Regions from separate parts of the Anas platyrhynchos genome. Here region 2 is linked to region 1. The links are chromatin contacts, called in public Hi-C maps. All regions are on one chromosome and are shown on one strand. The core of a region is the stretch at or near the end of the contact, and the rest is flanking DNA. Distances in the headings are between cores, read along the strand shown. Region 1 overlaps LOC140000614 (a long non-coding RNA gene). Region 2 holds the start of FEM1C (fem-1 homolog C).

Region 1 (5,071 bases), core at 1,600-4,099:
AAACGGGGGACTAAGCAATGTTCAAGCCTGCGTGATGTGTGTAGGCGTGGTGGTGTAAGTGCCAGATATGCTGGGGTTTCTGCACGTGTGGATCAGGCAGAGATTCATCTGTCAGATTTCTTCAGCTCTAAAGTGGCCTGCAAAAGTGTGTATGTAAAAATATGTAACCACTCTGCACAGAAAAAAAGCAAATACATTTCAAGTACCAACCTGCTGCCCAGAGATCTGTCTGGGAAATCAAATCTGTAGCAGAGAATTATGCTGACAGCTAAATGGTGCAAGTGTTACAATGCTAGAGCACGTCTGCCACAGGCTTGGGATGGATGCACCAGCTCTTGGTGCCCGATTTTTGCACTGGTAAAATGAAGATCACCTTTCATTCACGAGCTGCTTGTTTAGACTTTACGGCCTCTGTGGCAGTGCTTGCTGCAACGTCCACTGTAAGGATGATGATCTTGGGTGGAATGTCTGGAGATCTGGGGTCCCACAGCAGTGTCCCCTGGTGAGCCCAGCACGGCATAGCTGCAGGAGCATAAGGAGGTTGGGTCTGTACAAAAGGAGGGCAGTAACTAAATTCAGAACGACCTACTTTGACCATGTGTATTGAGTTACTAGGTAGCGATGAAATCCCACGTAAAGAGCTGGGAGGTGGTAAGGAGAGGGAGCTGCAGTGACCTGCGGAGGGTCACCTTCAGCCATCCCCTTCCAGAGCAAGCGTGTGAATGGGGAAAGGGCTGGAAATAGATGTAAATGAAACAGTAAATAAGCTTTCTGCACAGTATTTCAAATCAATTCATGAGAGGCTTATGCCTGGCTTTAAAAATCTGCCAGTAAAAGCACTGAATAAAGGGCAAGGGAGAATCGTCCCAGCCTGGCTCAGCAGAAAAGCTCTCCCCCACCCCACACTTCATGGTGCCCATCTCTGCCCATGTAGGTGCCACTCAGAAATGTAGTAGAGGAGTCTGAAAAGGGAGGGATTTGTGTGTTCACGTGTTCACCCTTAATAATATGCATGTGGGTCTGTATGGGGGTTTTACTGAATGTAATTTGGCCATACTGGAGAGGGCTTGTGTTTCACTTTGAGGCTATGGCAGCCACACTGCGACACAAACAGGTCTTCCCTGGAGAAAAAAAAAAAAAAAAAGTTTGGATTCTGTTCATGGGAAAGCTTCTTGCACAGCCATTTGGGATCTGACACTTGGGTGTCCCTAGGTGTTTAGTATCCTCCGAGCAGCAGAACACATGGCACAGGGCGCTGCATAGTCTTTGGCCTGCTCTTGGTAGGCAGGACTCCACCATCAGTGCCAAGAACTTCAACAAAAGAAATTAAACAATCGTTAATAGGCCGTGATTGATTTATAATGAAATGTTTTCACATGCCCTAGCGGTCTACTTCTGTCCTCCTGGTTATTATCTGTAACATCTAAGCCAACTAGAAGGACCTCTGCAAGTGAAGCATGGCTGTCTCCTGGCTACGCGCCTTTGCTTCTCTCCAAAGTTATTTTTCCTGAGAAAATAACCCCCTGTCATTTCTACATGAACAAGCTCTAGGTAGGGCTGTCTCTGAAGGGAGGTTTCTACGGGGGGTTTTGGTCATTCCTTCCTAGTCTCAGCCATCATCACCTCCAAAGGGAGGACACACCGAGAGCAGTGTGCACCCAGCACAGGACAGTTGCTGTGAGCACTGCAAGCTGCATAACCTCTGTGCTGGGACCGGGGGAGTGACTCCTGTTTTCAGCATTGTTTTGCTCATTTTTTGGCAGTAAAGCCATGGACCTGAAGTGGCTCTGGGCTGCCTTGCCCACCCCAGAGCCCCAGGCAGCACATTGTGCATGCTCTGCATTTTCCCTGCTCTGGGACCAGCACTGCCTGCCACCGTGGCTTTCTGGGCTGTAGTTCTGCAGCAGACCTGGAGGTACAGACACAACACCAAGTGCAGAGCTGTTGCCCATATTTATTTAAATACTTCCAACTTGGATGCAATAAATCCTCCCTCCCATCCCTGTGACGCACGCTTCTCTCCCCAGCTGGATTGTGTTTTAAAGGAGAGGGTGTAAATACTTCCTCCCGCGTGATCTGTGCCAAGTAGCAAGATAATGGGGATGTCTTATCCCAGAGTAAACACCAGCAGATATTTTATTTGTGTCAATATCTGTTGTGGAAGGCCATAGGTGTGCAGATAGCGATACATAGAGCTGCTAAGATAGGAACTGCTGGTCTGGATTTCTTTCTAACGGGAGATGCACGAAGAGGCGGGGAGCCGAAAAATCTCCCCAGCAGCACCACATCATGCTAAGCTATTGACAAGGGTATTCCAAAAGGAGTGCAATGAACATCTGGCAGCTTCTGGTTTACATTTCCTCTTTCCATAAATAATTGAAGCTCTTTAACTAAATTGCAATCTTGGCTGTATTTATCACTGGACTTTTATGGAGCCTTTCATCCCAGGGCCTTAGAGCAAGTGATTTAAGTCACAAAACATCCCCAGGAGACGCACTGCCATTTTACTAATAGGCAAAGAAACCGGGAACACAGAAATAGTCAGCTGGCAAGACGACACAGGAAACTTTTAGGAGTGGGAGGAAGGAAGCCAGGGTCTCTTGGGGTCTCAGGCTGTGTGCTGTCAGCTGCAGCTTCTTTATGGAAACCAGGTTTGCCTGTGAGATACCACGTCTCTGTTACAGCACTTGCATAGGAAAAGATGATTTCCAATATTGGAAATAAGAGCTAAAATATGCACGCGCTCTTCCAAGGGCAAAAATACTTTCCTAAGCTTCTGAAAATGCAGTGCTTGTGCAAGGCAAGGTCACACTGCACAGTTCCTTTGGCCCTGTTTAAAAATATCTCACCATTACAACAAAGCAAACACACTGCCAGCTGCCAGGATAGGCCTCTGGAGAGCTCAGCTTGACATCACTAATGAGGTTGCCTTTAAACAAATAAGTTAGTAAGTACAGGAATGTTGGCCCGTCTGAATACCAAAATCTCACTTTTTTTTTTTTTCCCTATCCCTTTCATTGACATCACCAGCGTTTTATTTCAGCAGTTTCCAGAGAGCTGTGGTTTGTGTAAGACCTCTTCTAACATGACCCTCGTGAAGCTGTGAAAGTCATAGAACGGCCTGGGTTGAAAAGGACCTTAAAGATCATCTAGTTTTCACCCCCCTGCTCTGGGGGTTCGTGTCTGTTGCTGAACATAACATACCATGGCATGACTGCCATAAGTGTACCCGCAGACAGGTGGTCCAGCACAGTTAATGCCCCCACCTGGAGGGGTGATTGCTGCAGGTGCTGCGAGGACTTGCTGACTGACTTGGCTTTCCTCTGTCTAGTGCTCCCTATCCAGTGACCTGCATAAAATTACAAAATACCATCTTTAAACTAACAAAATGGAGATGGAAAAACAGCCAGACCAGCTGGAGAAATGCCATCCCTTTCTCCTTCAGGGATGTGAAACTGTTATACGGAGCATTTTACCCCAAGGAAGAAACTTATTTCCTGCCAGGGTGGTTTAGGCAACAAGACAAAAAGTAATAGCAGTAGGAAGGTGCATGTTTTGTTCTGCGTTTTCACATAATAGCATGGTAAGAGGCTTTTCACTGCAAGCAGCAGCAAAGGACTTCACAAAAAATAAATAGCATGACTGATGAAATGTAGCACTTTCGTTCACAAGTTAATTCCTCCAAAATATGAGAACTGTGCATGCGTCAGAGAGGAAAAAAAAAAATAATGGGATAATAGGAGGAAGGAGAAAATGGACCGGTACAGTTAAGCTAACATCAAATGTGCTTCTTTTCTCATCTCATTAGCTGGCTGAGCCCGCACTGAATGCCTAACTAACCAGGACAGGGCACAGCTCCAGCCGCAGGCCCCATGTCTGGCGCAGCACAGCTTGCACTGTGGGAGCCTCACGCGCCCCAGCAAGCAGAGGCTGGCACACAGCAGTGGCCAGGAGCGTGGCCATGAAGTGGTTAGCGTGCTAGAAAAGAATTTGCCTTACAAAACCCCGCAAAACACAGAGGTGTGGGGGAGCCACAAAGAGCTCAGTGGCTGCCTTGGTGGTGTTTTCGCTGGGGTGACACACACCAGCGCTGGTACCCATCTGGCTGGAAAGCCAACAGAAAAAAAGAAAAAAAGAAAAGAAAAAAAACCTTCCAAATACGTTTGGAAGCACAAGGGATGACCTTCAGGGCACTTTGATAAATGGGATTGCAACACCAAGGCTATGTGCAAACAGTTGTTTAGTGCATGACACCTTTTTTTTATATATTTATTAGAAAACCTGTATTTAAGACTTTGTTTAGGACTTGGGCAATCATAGTTAAAGCCACGTATTGTGTCAGCCTGACCCAGGATGATGGCTCTTGTGCCTCTCAGTTGTGTTTTATAACAGGAGGAGAGGCTGCAAAGCACAGCTCTTGCAAAGGGTGCCAGGAGCAGAGCAGCACGCAGTATCCAGGCTGACACCAGCAGCCAGCCCATAAGCAAGCCAAACTCTAGCATGTCTGTTTTCTTGTTGTCCCCAAGCATGACTTTTTTTTTTTTTTTTTTTTTTTTTTTTTTTTTTTTCTTTTAATTTAATAAAAAATTGAGGAGGTGCACTCTTGCTTTGAAATGCCAGCCTTGGCAGACAGGTTTAGTATCATGCTCTGGCAGCCCTCCTGTGCCTTTTGCAAAGGAACAAAGCCAGCATCATTTTGTGCTACTGGAGAAGCATGCTTGCTAGCCCAGATTGGTTTTGACCTGGGTGGCAAGCTCCTGCTTGCCAGCCTGCCTTGGTCTGTACCCCATGCTCCTGCACTGAACAGCAGTGGGATTTTGGACAGGTTCAGGCACTGAGGTGGGAGCCAGATGAGCCAAATCTGGGCAAAACATCAAAACCTCTGCCTGGAAGAAAAAAAAAAAAAAGAAAAAAAAAAAAAGAAAAAGAAAAAAAAAAAGACTGCACTTAAAAATAAAATTTCTCTCCTTAAAAAAAGTGCCTGTTCTGATGTTTTTATCAAATGGCTTCCCATAATCACCAAGTCCAGATGCGATGCCATCCATAGCTGGTAAATGACATCTCTGGTGTT
Region 2 (5,380 bases), core at 313-2,812, 36 kb before region 1:
TGCCACCACTGTTAACAGCAGAGATGTCAGAATCCCTGGGAACTGCAACTTCTGTAAATGTACTTTCAGGCCCTTGAATTAGCACCAGAGACCATGGAGAGAGAGAAGAGGAAATATTTCAGCAGACACTTCAGGCTGTTAAAAAGCACGCATATGAGGCCATCTGCAAGCTTGCCTTGTTTGTACCTTTCAGAAATACCCATAACACGTGGTACAGCACCTGTTCCCTGCAGTATATTTCCATCGCTAAACCACTGTACATATTTTAGGGAAGTTAACCTATAAACCATCTCCATTATATACACATACATGCATGTGTGCATATATATAGTTTAATAGCATAGAAAATTGGCATGATCTGTGCAAGTATTTTTAAGAATTAGAACTAAATGGATTATCATTTTCTTATTTCTCTCTCCAAGTTCTCAGTACGACTACAGAAAATCAGCATGCAAAATATTGGAATGGTTTTCAAGGAGGTTATGGAGGTAAAAGCTCAGCTCAGCTGACATCTCTGGAAACAATGTGATATCCTTACTCTCCTGGGCACACGGGCAGAGATGCTCATTTCCCTGTTGAAATGAGGTACTTGGGGACCAGACCTCTCCCTCTCAGTGTGTGTCCACCCTCATCAGCCCTTGCTCCAGCCTGAGGACACAGTTCCCGATTTCACCCTCAGCCAGGCTGGTGTAGGGGACTGGGTACAGCCGAGGCAGGACATGAGCTACACAGAGCACCTGGAGCATGGCTCCTTGCAATATGCATCATGGAGATGTGTGTTAGCAGAAGTACAGCCATGCTGCGGGTGCCCCTGGGCCGCGATGAAAAGCAAGGTCAAAAATTTGCAGAAATTTCCATGTTAATACAGACGCATTGGTTTCAGTGCCTAAGCTAAGAGCTGAGGTGTGGGTTAGGTTTTTCTTTGGTTCATTCCTTTGCGCGGCCTGATGTGAAGAGAAGGGAACCTACAGCTCTGCACTCGTCCTCCTCTGCCCTTTTGGGACACAAAGACCTGGATGGATAATGTGAAGTGATTTAGTGCTTTACAACAGGCGCCCTGACTGGAAACCTAATGCGAGTCCCAGAATGGTTTCAATGGGAGTTTGTACAAACTCTGTATGAAAAAAAAAAAAAAAAAAAAAAAGAGGAAAAAATCAGGCGTTGTGTGGTGCCCCCCGTGTTCTCCCTCACACCCTTGGAGCCAGGGCTGCGGATACAGCCGCAAAATGTCCGCCACGGGGCTGTGAGCGAGCGGGGCAGGAGGGCAGAGCCCTGCCGGGCTGTGCTCCAGCCGGGAAGCCCCCTGATGCCTCCTGGAGCCGGGCAGCCCACTAGCTCCACGGGCGTGAGGCGAGGAGCCCGTCCTGCCGCCCACTGCTGCCGCTGCCCTGAGGCGAGCGCCCCGCCATGGCGGCCCCGCTCCCGTCCCCTCCCCTCCCCGCCCCGCCCCTCCCCTCCCCTCCCCTCCCGGCCCCGCCCGCCGCCATTCGGGGCAGCCCTCCCTCCCGCCGCGCCTAGTCCCGCCCCCTCCCTTTTTCCATTGGCTGTCGGGCGCCCGCGCCTCTCTCTCATTGGCTGCGGCGGGCCGGCCCCCCCCGCACTTCCTCGGGCTGCGCTGCGCCCGCTGGCAGGGCCGCGGCTGGCGGTCGGGCTGTCATGGCGGCGCGGCGGGGCGCTGCGCTCTGAGGCGCGGGGAGGTAACGGCGGCTCCGGGGGCGCCTCACGGGGCTCGGTGGGGCCGGGGGGGCTGTGGGGAGTTGTGGGGAATTATGGGGAATTATGGGGAATTATGGGGGGCTATGGGGGGTTATGGGGGGCGGGTGCTGGGCTTGGGCGGCGGTTGGGAGCCGAAGGGGAGCGGAGTGGAGCGGGGGGGTGCGCGCCCCGCCGCCATCTCGGGGGGCTCTGAGGGGGGCTCTGAGGGGGGGGGGGGGCGGTGTCTGTCGCGACTCGCCGGTCGCGACTCGTCTGCGTGCTCCGCAGGTCGCCGGCAGGCCGCTGGGTGCTGTTGTCGTCGTCGTCGCTGTCGTCGTCGTTGTCCCTGTCGTCCCCAACCCATGTCCCAGGCGCGAGGAGGCGGCGGGCGGCGGTGGTGCCGCCAGTGAGGGGGCAGAGCGGCGGCGGAGCGGGGCCCGATGGATCTGAAGACGGCCGTGTTCAACGCGGCCCGCGATGGCAAGCTGCGGCTGCTCTCCAAGCTGCTGGCCAGCAAGACGCGGGAGGAGGTGGCGGTGCTGGTGTCGGAGAAGACCAACGGGGCCACGCCGCTGCTGATGGCGGCCCGCTACGGTCACCTTGAGATGGTGGAGTACCTGCTGGAGCACTGCGCCGCCTCCATCGAGGTCGGCGGCTCGGTCAACTTCGATGGCGAGACCATCGAGGGGGCCCCGCCGCTCTGGGCGGCCTCGGCTGCCGGCCACCTGAAGGTGGTCCAGTGCCTGCTGGACCACGGCGCCTCGGTCAACAACACCACCCTGACCAACTCGACCCCGCTGCGGGCCGCCTGCTTCGACGGGCACCTGGAGATCGTGAAGTACCTGGTGGAGCACAAGGCGGACCTGGAGGTGTCGAACCGCCACGGGCACACCTGCCTGATGATCTCCTGCTACAAAGGCCACAAGGAGATCGCCCAGTATCTGCTCGAGAAGGGAGCTGATGTCAACAGGAAAAGCGTTAAGGGTAAGTCGATCGCTTTATTTTCCTTGTGGTAAAGAGGGGTAGAACTCCCTCCTCCTCCTCCTTTAGGAGGCTGCGAGCACCCAGAAATATTCTTCCAGTCTCATCGTATGGATGAGTAAGAGATGAAGCATATTTAGCCGTGTTTCTACTGTGTTGGTTTTTTTTTTTTCAGCATACTTCCTTGTTAACAGTGACTGTGTAACTTCTTTCTAAATTGATTAATTTTAAGCTTCAAATTCTTAAAGTCATACGAACATGGGAAAAGCTAATAAACTTTGTGTAAACTGTGTAATTTTTTTTTGTGTAAAGCTGTGTAAACACTTGTCTGTTTGTGTAGTAGTACGGTCCAAGCATATATTTGTTTTCATGCTGTTTCTTCAAACAAACAAACAGGCTGTACTTAAAACTGGCTTATGCCACTAAGACTATAGTGGGGAAAGACTCACAAAGAAGAAAAAATATTTTCTACTTTGGAAATGAGTAACTACTTTGCTCTTCACCCACCTCTCCCTTCAAATTCTTGAATCCTTTTGGGCCCTTCCTTTTCCACGTCAAAACAAAAACACGTATTAGGATTAAAGAAATGAGGCTTCAGGTGACTATGACGGCAACAGAAGGACTTCCAGGGTTGCACAGATCACTAAGGACGTGTCTCTGCCCCTGTTTTGCAATTATTCTGTCAAAGTGACAGTTTCTCTCACTTGGTTGTGATTGTAGTTTTGTGGGCTCCTTGGTTTAACCACTTGTTTTTTTTCTTCACAAGTTGGACTCTTAGGTGAATGTGATACTGGCCTAAAAAGCATGCCAAGTATTTCAGGTTACAGTTAATTTTTAACTCACTGAGGCAGGATTGTGTTTCAGCAGTTTGTTTTTTATATTATGTTACTAGTTATTACTGTAACAAAATACTTTGTCTATTTAAGGCTAAATTATATGTGTAACAGGATACTATACAGTTAATTTATGTCAAAATTTACTTTGTGTTTAGATTATTATACGATACTGTTAAATACCAAATGTGAGGGTGATCTCTTTGAAAAAGCTGCTCAGCTAAGTATGCTTTCTTTCAGCAAATCATCAGATATGCGGGGTTAATGTAAAGCAAGATAAACTACCGATTTGTCATAGAGGTGGGCAGAGCAAAATAAATCTTCCTTTGTAAGGATTTAAGTTTGCTTATGAATCATCATGGACTTGTGATAGGACAAAAATGTCATTTTTTCTCTAGACAGGGTTAGTGGAATAACAAGCTAAGCATAAAACGTGCATCCTTTTTTTGAACATATTCCTTCGTATGAAAGGTATGGGTAGAACAGAGCTGTTAAGCCTCTGATGTAACAGGGAAAGAAAAAATCTGTGGCTCTTCTTTCATTTTGTGTCAGTAGAGTAGGCTTTAATTTATTCGTCCTTCTTATTTACTTTTCTACTGCATTAGTGTTTTTTTTGTTTCTTTGCTTAAATACTTGAAGGCAGATGTGCTTTCCTAAGGATTTTCTCATCACTCTCAGTTTCTTTATTATCTTAATTCCTTCCTCTCTATGCTTCTTTTAGTTTCTGGTGTGACTCGCATCTTGAGCACTTAACCAAAAGTTCCCAAGGTATAACAGATCTTTACTGATTAAAAATAAAGAAGTTGGATTAGATATGTTTTAGATCACTAAAATTAATTTTATACTTTGAAATGCAGAGCGCACAAATGGATGTGTGTAAATGTTACCTATTGGTCAGGTATGGTTTGCCTTTTTGTGTTTGGAAATCCTCTCTCATGTGACAGGAGTGTTCTTCTTTTTGATGTCTTAAGCCTGTCTGATCTCTGAACTTATTTAATAAGCAGTGACAAGGTAGAGGAAGAGAGAAAGTAACTACTGTAAAACCTGAAAGTGAATGTCAGCTGCGGAAAGACGAAGAACTGAGCCAAACTGGGTAGCCTTAAATTTTACAGCGGTATGGGTGTTGTGGTGGCTGAGGCTCGACAGCTCACCTTCTGAACTTTGTTTTGCAAAAAATGCTCAGTAGCAGCTAGTTTCAAAATGAGTGTTTCCAACAGGATTTATTCTACACTATCACATTCCCCCTCAAAGTCTCTGGTCTCAAAGTCTCAAATGAAAGTTATTTTCATTTTTTTGCTTCACCCAGCTGTTCATTAAAGAACAGACAAAAAATAGGGGTGGTGTAGTAAGGAGGTAAAAAGAACTTGAGTGGTCTGATTTGGAGTAGGAAAACTTGTTGCAGTCCCTGTATCTGAACTTTAGATGGGCTGTCTCCTGGGCCGTTCAGGGGGAAGCCCTTTTCTGTGAAAGAAGTAAAAGCTTTACCTAATAGAAATTTTTTCAGCAATTAGAATTACAAACCTCTTCACAGGAACAAAGCTATGGAGCTTTCGTGGAGGTACCTTTGGAAAAGTGCTGTTGTGGGAGGTAATTACAGATTGTTTTCCAGTTATTCTCAAAACCAGGAAAGGGTTTGAACCACCCATTGTGTTTTTTTACACCGGAATTTGATATTGTAAGGTAGGATTTTATTCACATTTTCGTAACTGGGAAATTCTAGGGCTGAAAAAGGTATAAAGATGTTTATGTTGGTAGTTCCAGGGAAACTTCAAAATACGTTCAGATGAAAAAATTGGTATGGTCACAGATTACTAAAAATCTGGATGACTGCTGAGGCAGGGTGTAAAAGAGCAGCTGAAAAACGTAGTGAA

The links. Hi-C and Micro-C count contacts between places; a contact is called where the count stands out from the background.
Region 2: a contact with region 1 is called in a Hi-C map of skeletal muscle, with 1.7 times the contacts expected there. The contact joins the promoter of FEM1C here to the enhancer-like site in region 1. A contact is called at or near these places in 3 of 8 Hi-C or Micro-C datasets (skeletal muscle and subcutaneous adipose tissue).

Annotation. Positions count from the first base shown.
Region 1 is chrZ:64,023,634-64,028,704 of IASCAAS_PekinDuck_T2T, reverse strand. LOC140000614 (a long non-coding RNA gene) reads right to left here. Exons shown (of 3, transcript XR_011805674.1): 3 at 1-5,071. Among named protein-coding and RNA genes, the nearest start is that of FEM1C, 35 kb to the left of the region's middle. Within about 2 kb of position 2,849, at least 1 of the 8 cell types and tissues checked has an H3K27ac peak or open chromatin away from gene starts, as enhancers often do. A contact at or near this core is called in subcutaneous adipose tissue, where this site is marked.
Region 2 is chrZ:64,057,580-64,062,959 of IASCAAS_PekinDuck_T2T, reverse strand. It overlaps FEM1C (fem-1 homolog C), which reads left to right and starts at 1,562. Exons shown (of 3, transcript XM_027446286.3): 1 at 1,562-1,697; 2 at 1,984-2,679. The coding sequence starts at 2,136.